Linked DNA regions of Mus musculus: region 1 is linked to region 2. The links are chromatin contacts, called in public Micro-C maps. All regions are on one chromosome and are shown on one strand. Each heading gives the region's core, a stretch centred on a gene start, on an enhancer-like site or on the middle of the called end of the contact. The rest is flanking DNA. Distances are from core to core; before and after follow the strand shown.

What was found. Hi-C and Micro-C count contacts between places; a contact is called where the count stands out from the background.
Region 1: a contact with region 2 is called in a Micro-C map of muscle stem cells, with 3 times the contacts expected there. The contact joins the promoter of Cavin2 here to the enhancer-like site in region 2. A contact is called at or near these places in 3 of 39 promoter capture datasets (embryonic stem cells and macrophages), 1 of 15 datasets of contacts at CTCF or cohesin (the NIH/3T3 cell line), 4 of 484 Hi-C or Micro-C datasets (liver, muscle stem cells and uterus) and 3 of 9 other capture datasets (adipose tissue, liver and pancreatic islet).

What each region holds. Positions count from the first base shown.
Region 1 is chr1:51,287,489-51,292,059 of GRCm38.p6, reverse strand. Cavin2 (caveolae associated 2) reads right to left here and starts at 2,934. Exons shown (of 2, transcript NM_138741.1): 1 at 2,192-2,934. The coding sequence starts at 2,674. All of the region lies in intron 2 of 9330175M20Rik (RIKEN cDNA 9330175M20 gene), which reads left to right.
Region 2 is chr1:51,240,960-51,245,269 of GRCm38.p6, reverse strand. All of the region lies in intron 4 of 9330175M20Rik (RIKEN cDNA 9330175M20 gene), which reads left to right. Among named protein-coding and RNA genes, the nearest start is that of Cavin2, 46 kb to the left of the region's middle. Within about 2 kb of position 1,754, at least 33 of the 459 cell types and tissues checked have an H3K27ac peak or open chromatin away from gene starts, as enhancers often do. A contact at or near this core is called in adipose tissue, muscle stem cells and uterus, where this site is marked.

The DNA.
Region 1 (4,571 bases), core at 1,685-4,184, 46 kb before region 2:
TTCAATTCAACAAAACAGATGACTTCGTCAGGCCCCCATCAACAACACATGCCTTTAAGTTTCCCAATAGTCAGATTCACAATTCTCTTGAATATATAGTCGTTTATCTCCCCATTCCCTCTTCTCGCACCTGTAGAACATTCGTATCAAAACAGAAACTAAACCTTAAAATCCTTATTTTCCTTTACTAGGCAAACATTTTCCTTTTCTCCTTAATGAATAAGATGAGATATAGTTCCCCTGATTCATACTGAAGGGAGGGAAGTTTCCTTTGACAGGCCTGTAAATGTTCTGTTTTGTTTTGAAATCACTATTTAATTTGGAAATGTCTCCAGAGCTAAGGCTTGTAGGATCTCTTAGTCTAATAAAGGCAGGATCTCAGATCCTGATGTGGCTGACCACAGCTTTTTCCAGTTCAGCTGCTTCCTGAAAAGCGATTGCATCTGCATTAAAAGCCTAAAAGTTGGTCAAGTAACATATAAAGGCAGGACTATTAGAATTACACCAGACTTCTCATGTATAAAAGCCAGAAGATCCTGGACAGATGTTATGCAAACCCCAAGAGAACACAAATGCCAGCCCAGGCTACTATACCCAACCAAACTCAATTAACATAGATGGAGAAACCAAAGTATTCCATGATAATACCAAATTCAGTTTCCACATGAATGTTGGCTTTCTATTGTTTATGTTGTTATTGAAGATCAGCCTTAGTCTGTGGTGGTCAGATAGGATGCATGGGATAATTTCATTATTTTTGTATCTGTGGAGGCCTGTTTTGTGACCAATTATATGGTCAATTTTGGAGGAGGTACCATGTGGGGCTGAGAAGAAGGTATATCCTTTTGTTTTAGGATAAAATGTTCTGTAGATATCAATTAAGTCCATTTGTTTCATAACTTCAAAAAAAAAAAAAAAAGCCTAAAAGTTTCCCAACTGCAGAAAGCCTGTGAGATACAGGAGCATCACTTGTTTGGACCTCCTAGCTCTCAAGTACAATTTGGGGAGGACACAAAGGCAGCAAGATTAATCTTTCCTTTTATGGCGATAGGCAGGCCAGAGCCCTAACTTGGCAGAGTAGATTCATTAGGAAAAAGAAGGCTCCTACGGTTTAAATTCCAGTTTCTAAATGTCTCTTGGGAGATGAAGGCTCTCCCTGTATGCTTTCACAATCTGTTGGTTATAACCTCTTCCCTCCATGGCTTTGAAAGTCTCTCCTATTCACAGGATCATAAGGAGACAGCCCTGAGGCAGAATGGCAGGGCTTCCTGGGGCCTGGGTTGGCTCAATGCCATCTACGGAAGGGCTTCCAGCATTAGGCAGGGCAGCCCTTAGATTTACAGATGCCCACCACTTGGCTGAATAACAGTTCCACGCAATCTTCCTGTCCCCAGATAGCCTTTGCTACATAAATTGCATCATTGATGCATTAAAAAAAATTAAGTGTCCTTTTCACGGTAAGGCAACTATTTGAAGGGGAAGATATTCAAAGTTGGTCTTTGTGGCAGCCACTGATAACGTTTCTTTTATTTCACTTTGTAGTTGCAGCTTGAGCAATGAGGGGACATAATTAACATGTCTGTAAGGAGCTATACTTTGCTTCCCACATTTATTGGCATCATTTTCTAGAGACAAACTAGAGATTGCTTTGACAAAAGATGACTTCAAGAACAAGACTAGTTCAACTTTCCATTCTGGTAATTTCCCAAACACCAGGGGCCCTTGGAAAAAGGATGGTTTAAAGGTTGTGTGTGTCTTGGTCAGAGCAAAAGAAAACAAATCCTTCACACAGTTACCTCACTTCCACTAAGAGTTAATAAACAGCCACTGGATTAATTTGCCCTGTCCAGCTAACAGCTGCAATCGCAGCCGCAAGTTCCTAATGAAAAGAGACAAATGAATTTGACTAGAGTGGGTGCCCGCACCTGCTCAGTTTCTCACCCTTAACCAAGTGCATCTAGGTGTTCACTGACAAATGTCCCCAGCTTGCCAGGCACACAGGCATTGCCTGAAGGATGGGGGAGATTCCAATCCTTATGGCCACATTTCACAGTTGCCTGCAGCAGGCAGCTAGAAGACAAAGCTTTGTGTGTGAGAGAGAAGCTTGACTGGCAGGGCAGATGGGAAGATGGCCTTGAAAGCTCGGAGGACTGAGCTCAAGTAGGTGGAGGGGTATGCTGGGGACACTGACCTGGAAGATGAGCACTTTGAAGTGGTTGCGTCGGAGGAGTTGGGCGTGGTTGTTCTCCAGTCTCTTCACCTGGACACACTGCCTCTCGAGGCGCTCCCGGACAGCCCGCGTGTGAGCGCTGACCTTGCGAGACTTCTCTAGCAGCTTGCTCACTGTGTTGCTGGTGGAGGCCTGGTACTTGGAGAGCTTGGTGAGGTCGTTCTGGATGCCCTTCACCGAGCCCTCCAGGTTGATCTGACGCTGTTCCATGTTGTGCTGGTTCTCCCTCACGGCGTCCAGCATGTTGACCAATTTATCCAGGAGTGTGTGCACGGTGACAGCATTCACCTGCGAGTTGTCTCGGATGGCCTCCTCTGTGGACCCCAGGTTCAGGCTGGGGCTCGGTGTGGAGGAAGGCATTGGGCTGGGGCTGGATGGCTTCTCCTGGAGCATGTCTGTGTTTGGATGCTGGAACTTTTCTGCCTGTGCAGCGTCCTCTCCCATGGCTGGGCAGCTAGAAACTTACTTCCCCGCTGGAAACTTCTTGCTCAAGCTAGAAGCACAGGAGGCTGGTTGGTCTGAAGTGAGCACTGCTCTCTAGGGCTAGCAGAGGTTTTGAATAACTGGCTAAGCTGATCAGGGGAACTGCATTCCAGTTGCTCTTAAAGGACCTGCTCCACCCAGTGGAAGGCAAAGGTTACAGGACCCACTCAGGGTTCAGTGACAAGCACACACTTCCTAGCCACACTCCGCACAAGCCCGAGTTCTTTTCTGCAGTGGCTTTTCTTTCCTACACCCCTTCCCTTAAAAAAAAAAAAAGTTCAATGCCATATTTCAATCATGAGTTCATTTAGAGGCGGAGAGAAACATGTTAACTTGGCAGAGCTCCCCAGCCTCTGATTGGCTAAATCTAGTAAACTTTTCTCTGGCTGCTATGTTACAGAGCGCCTGTTTTTTTTCCTGGATACAAGTTATTGTAACAGAAAGGAATTGTTTGCTCTTGCCCCAGAGCTGACTGATAGGTTGCAGAACACCGAGTGCCCTTTAGGGGAGGCGCCGAGTTGAAAGGGTCTGTGACGCCAGGGCCAGGTTCGTGCTATTAGTTTCTCATTTGCAAAGCACAGGAGATTATTCTGAAACTGACAAGGAACTCAGCTTGGTGTCCTGTCCTCTTGCAAGATGGCATGCAATCCAACTTGAAAGAGCTTAGACTCAGGGATGTCAAAGCAAGTGGTGTTGCATACTGTGAACTGTTCTGTAAGAGATGGAAATCTCTTAAATGAATGCTTTCTTAGAAGATGGAAGGCAGAGACCCTCTCCTCAAGTAGTCCCTTTGGAGAAAAAAAAGTGCTGGTTTGTTTCCAGTAATTCTGAATTCATGCAGAGCATTTCTCAGTCCCCATCTTTGCGAGGCATTTATTGACACAGGTCCAGAAGTGTGACTGCAAGCCAGGTTGAGTTGGAGTGGTTCTAACGCTTGACATTTCCAGGTTCTTGCTCAGTGAAGTGGCACACCTGTTCTCACATGTGGCCCTCCTTAGCCGGGCCCTTGGGATGTGGGACTCACTTCCTAAAATGACTTTACATGCTTGAATTGGTCTTAAATGTATCCAGATTGTGAAAGTGCTTTTGGCTGAAGGTTTGTGACAGGCATGCCATGAAGGATTTCAAGAACAAATGTCAGCTAGTACTGGGTCAGGAACTGATCGTGGGACATTGCCTTAACGGCAATACCTCTGTGTATGCCGAAGAAACAGTAGATCTTATGGTGGTATATTCATTGGTTGCCTTACACTTAGTCATATGTAACATTCACAGAGCATGTGCCAGGTCCCTCACTGAGTACCTGCTCATTAGGAAGATGCATTAAAGACATTATAGAGGCTCCCAGTTTCCTCAGATAATTGGTAGATAACACTTAAAGTGAGACCTTTAGGAACCAAGATTACAAAATGCCAAAAGAAGATTTGATTGCTTGTACCTTTTAAGAATTTTTTTAAAAAGTTTCTCAAACAAACAACTTATATTTTGTGTATTTTAGTTGGACACTGATGTGTTAAATATTAAAAGCAAAAACCATGAATCTGGTGTTGATTTTCAGAAGCTTAATTTTCTAACAAAATTATACGATATAATGATAGCACATCTTTTTTACATTTGACGTTTGTGGGCAAATCAGAGAGTGTCATTATTTCAAAAATATCGGAGGACTTTATCAGCTTTTCAAGGGCCTCTCCTCCATGGCGACATCCCAGTCATTGCCGATGAAGCTCTTATCCTGCTGTCACTCACAGAGATTTCTCCTCCCAAATGTTAACTATTACAGCTGCAGATTCTCATCTGTTATAGGAGCTGCCCATGGCTCAAGGGCTCCTCTGACATTACCTTCATCAATTTTTAT
Region 2 (4,310 bases), core at 505-3,004:
AATGACTGTTTTACTGTGGCAGTGTTGCTTTGGTGGGATGATACCTAGTGAGAAATAGCTCTTATAATCTGAAATTTCTATTTTCCAAATTTGCTCTTCATAATTCTTGATCTAGTGTTTCATGCACAGTGAAGGGTGCATAGGCAAAAAAAAGCTCTTGGTTGGGATTCTGTTGGTTTAATACATGCTAAAAGAGGCATACCTAAAGAAGTCACCTAAGAAGACTATCCATTGTTTTGCCAAATATCCACATTGTTTTATTCCACATCAAGTTGGTAAACGAGAGGAAGTTATAGTTATAGGAAATTTGTTCAACATCTTTTGCAGCCCTAGAAAACACTCTCTACCTTTCTGTTAAAATGCAATTCTGCTATCTAGTGGGAGAAAGGGGATGGGGGGGTGGGGGTGGGGCTAACTGCGTTCAGAAGGATGCCTGGTTAATAGCTTGATTTTTCTCACCATAGATTTCTAACTCCAAGCTGTCAAGACCGCCTTGGAAGCTCCCAGAATACGTGTGTGCAGACACTGGCCTAATTGGGAAGTTTGGCTGTGGTGACATTGGGCTCATTAGGTTTCTCTTATCAGTGGTAGAAGCTGTGAGATTTCAGCCAAGCAGAGAGTTTAGATTCTAAATGAGAAATATAGATTAGCATTTCCTATAATGAAATAATGCACATCAGTGTTACCTTTCTAGTGACAAAAGCAGGAGCTTGAATGCATTGTAGGGCTCCTTGTTTAATCAATAAATAAAGGAGAGACACACAAGATTTATTTCTTCTGAGGCAACAAACACCATCATTTTTCTTAATTATCTTTATGTTTGCCTTTCTGACTTTCGGATTCTTTCCAAGTAAAGAGCCCTCTACATTAAGACAAGACACATACCCCCCTCCACACACACACACAATATGGGTGAAAGCATGCCCCCTTTCTATTAGTGTATGTGTGTGCATGTTTCTCTCTTTCTTTTTTTTTAAATACATACTTTTTAAAAAACTGTAATACCTACAGTTCTTAATAAAAACCTAATAAGGTCAGAGATTTTGCAAGGTTGTCCAGGCTACCTTAGAGGCCAGAGGTTCCAGCTGAGAAGGAGAAATATCAAGGCAGCTGTAGCAGTGAAAACAAATAGTTTGAACTTTGGATCCACAGATGGTTGTGCCTGCCAACTGTTATGAGCCAATGAATATCTAGCCTATCATTTGTCATATTTATTGCAGTACATAATGCTGTAATTTCTCATGGCATGGCTATTTATCTTGCTGTGTTCTCTGCACAGCTAAAATCTCGGCCATGTTGGAGCACATGTATAGCTTTCGGGACTCATCTTTAAATAGCATCCATGCGAATTGGCACAGGTCTTCCCCTCCCAGGGCTGGGTTCAGGAATGCTTCAAAAGTAGCTAGTGGGAAGCTCTGACAACCATGGAAATGGTGATCAGAGTCTTGTTCCTACCTGCTTAGCTGAGGGGTTGAAAGCATCTGAGATTCTCTGCTGAAGTTTCTCCCTTTTTAGTTGTAGTAAAGTGACATCCTAGAGTAGAAGCTTTGAGAGTGAAAACTGTCCTACCAAGAGGCCCTCCGGAGCCTGGTGAGATTCTTCCAAGTTTACAGAAAAGAAACTGAATCAGGGAAGAAGAAACTTGAGAGTGGGAGGAAGAGGCATACTGCTGAGTTGCTGGTTTCTGACAGTGTTCATGGGAACATTGGGATATGGCAAGGAGCAGCAGGAACACCTGTCTTTACTGGCATCTCCATGACTGGTGGTGGTGAGTCAGTGAACAGAGGCCACATGACGCCGAACAACAGAAGGTGTGACTCATGGGTGGGCTGAGAGGATACTGGTGATCACCTGGCATATCTCAGCACCCATGCTGACTGAGTCACTGGGTCCAAATGAGGCTTGGACTTAGGGCCTATTTCAGTATACTTCACAGCTTCCTTGAATGGCAGATTAAAAAAAAAAAACCCACAATTGCTGCCCATTCATACTGGATAATCTGCACCTACTTCCTTGTATGTGAAAACTCACATTTTTTTTAACTTGCTCTATGAATTGCAGGAAAAGAGCTCTTAGCTACTGAGGTCCATAGAATATGAGCCCCACAAATCTCTTTGCTGCAAGGCAGTCAGAGAGCATACAATGCACAGCAGAAGAAAGAAAAGACTCTAATGCAATTTGCATTATTTCTAATGTTAGTGTTAAACATCTGAACGCTAAGATTCTAAATCAACCTCTGGCCTAATCAACTGAGTCTGTGGAAAGGTACAGCAGCAGCCCTCCTTTATTTCTGAGCAACTTTCCTTCCTATGTTGTCTTCATCCTGGACCATGCATAAGCAAGAATGCAAGGAGACTTGGGGGTGTAATTCTGACAGCAGCATTCCGAATTGTAAAGAAGAAAAGTGTGGTATCTCTCACAGCTTGATGCTAAGAAAGGCCAAGCACTTAGACTGTCTGAAGTTGAAAAGGCAGCACTCAGAGCAAAAGATCTGGTACTAGTGTGAAAGATTTGTAGAAAGCTTCGTAAGGAAGTCAGAGAGGCGAAGACTCAAAAAGAACGAAGAGACTTTTGAAAAATACTAAAGGACATAAGGACTTTAATGCTATTGTCAATGCTTGGGGCTTGGAGTGACAATCTAAGGTCAGTGGATAGCAATAAAGAAGCCACTATTATGAGTCCTCTTTTGCATCTGTCTCCTAGATTAAGCTTTTAAGAGTTTGAAGGATGGAAGAACTAGAAGTCTAGATACGTAAAAAGACCATCAAAGAAACTGTTCAGATTTTCAGTTCTAGTTGGTGTCTAGTTCCCAAGGAGATAGGAATCACAGGGGTAAGAGAGAATAGGAAGTGTTCAAGTGGCTTCAAACTGAGTAAGTGTTTCCCATTTTCCAGTAGGGGGTTGTGATTTAGCAAATGATTTGGGAACATTTAACTAGGAAGAAAATCTGGAAATAAGCACCAAAGTTAAGACAAAACTATCTGAGTAGTGAAGAGAAACTGAATTTTGTCAAATGTGTGGTGAGAACAACAAGAACTATAGCATCACACTCACAGCTTCATCAGAGGTCTGTATGCATAAAGGATGGAAGTCCTTAAGATACAGCAACACTTGAGTTGTTGATTTAAGCCTTGGAGACTGATCGGAGGTGAGATTACACCTTTCTCAAAATCCCTCTAAGGAGGTATGCTCCTGCCTCTCAAAACCAGCCATCTCTAGAGGAGCCTTCCTAAGATATGACCATCCGTTCTTTGTCCTTCCTCCCTTCTGTCATCTCTCACAGCTTAAATATGAGCTGCTGAGCTCAGAGGAAGGGCTATGTGAGTGGGAAAGCAACTTGGGAGGCTTATGACTCTTTGTTAGAGTTAGGCAGAGAGAAGAAATGAGCATTTGCTTCCTGGCAGTGATGCACAAGTGGACATCTCAGATTCTTCTTCTTCTCCCACTGGAAATGCAGCAGCCAGGACGCTCCCCTCCAGTGCTCCCCTACTCCCTGCCCAGACTTCATCCATCCTCTTCAGGGCTTTCTGTGAATTTTATTTCAGGCCTACGACACAGCATATTTTATCAGAGTCACAGGCATTTTTGTTTTTTTGACTACTTTAAATAAATAGCAAACTCTTTTAAATCACTGAAATGTGACAAGGAAGGAAACTTTAGCTGAAACTCAAGCAGAGCATTAGGTTTAATTGTGTTCTGTTGATACTAGCATAAATAATCTGAAGGTGCCCTCCAGCTGGCTGCTTTTCTCATAGCAGCCCCCTCCCCCATGCAGTGTGGTTGCAAGACACTGACTGCAAAGGGGTGCAGCTTCTAGCAGAAGCCTTGCCACTAATTAGCAGTGTGACTTTGGACAAATCTCTTTCCATCTTGGCGCTGTTTCCCCATCAGTGGACTAAATGGGTTGACCTATGTTATCTCCTAGGTCCTTTCCAACTTTAGAATTTTAAAAAGCCCATGATTTCAAGCCAAAAACTGTATTATGGGATGAGCTGACAGCATGTATAAGTGCAAGTTGATTAGGGAAATGGCATAGGATTTATTTTTTAAATTGCTTTCACAATAATGAATCATGGAGTAATGCTATAGAGAAGGAGCTACATTTAATGTAAGTGTTCGAGGAAGCATGGCATATTTTAAACAATGGTTGAAAATAACCTTTCATTCTTTGCCCTTCTATTTATCCTAATGGATGGCATAAAATGGATACTCAGACAGAATAGTGGCTTTTGTTCAATTTGAAGTCACCCCGTCTTGTTGTGCACTGCTGCTCTCCATGGTAGCTGATATTGTCGGATGCAGCACAACGC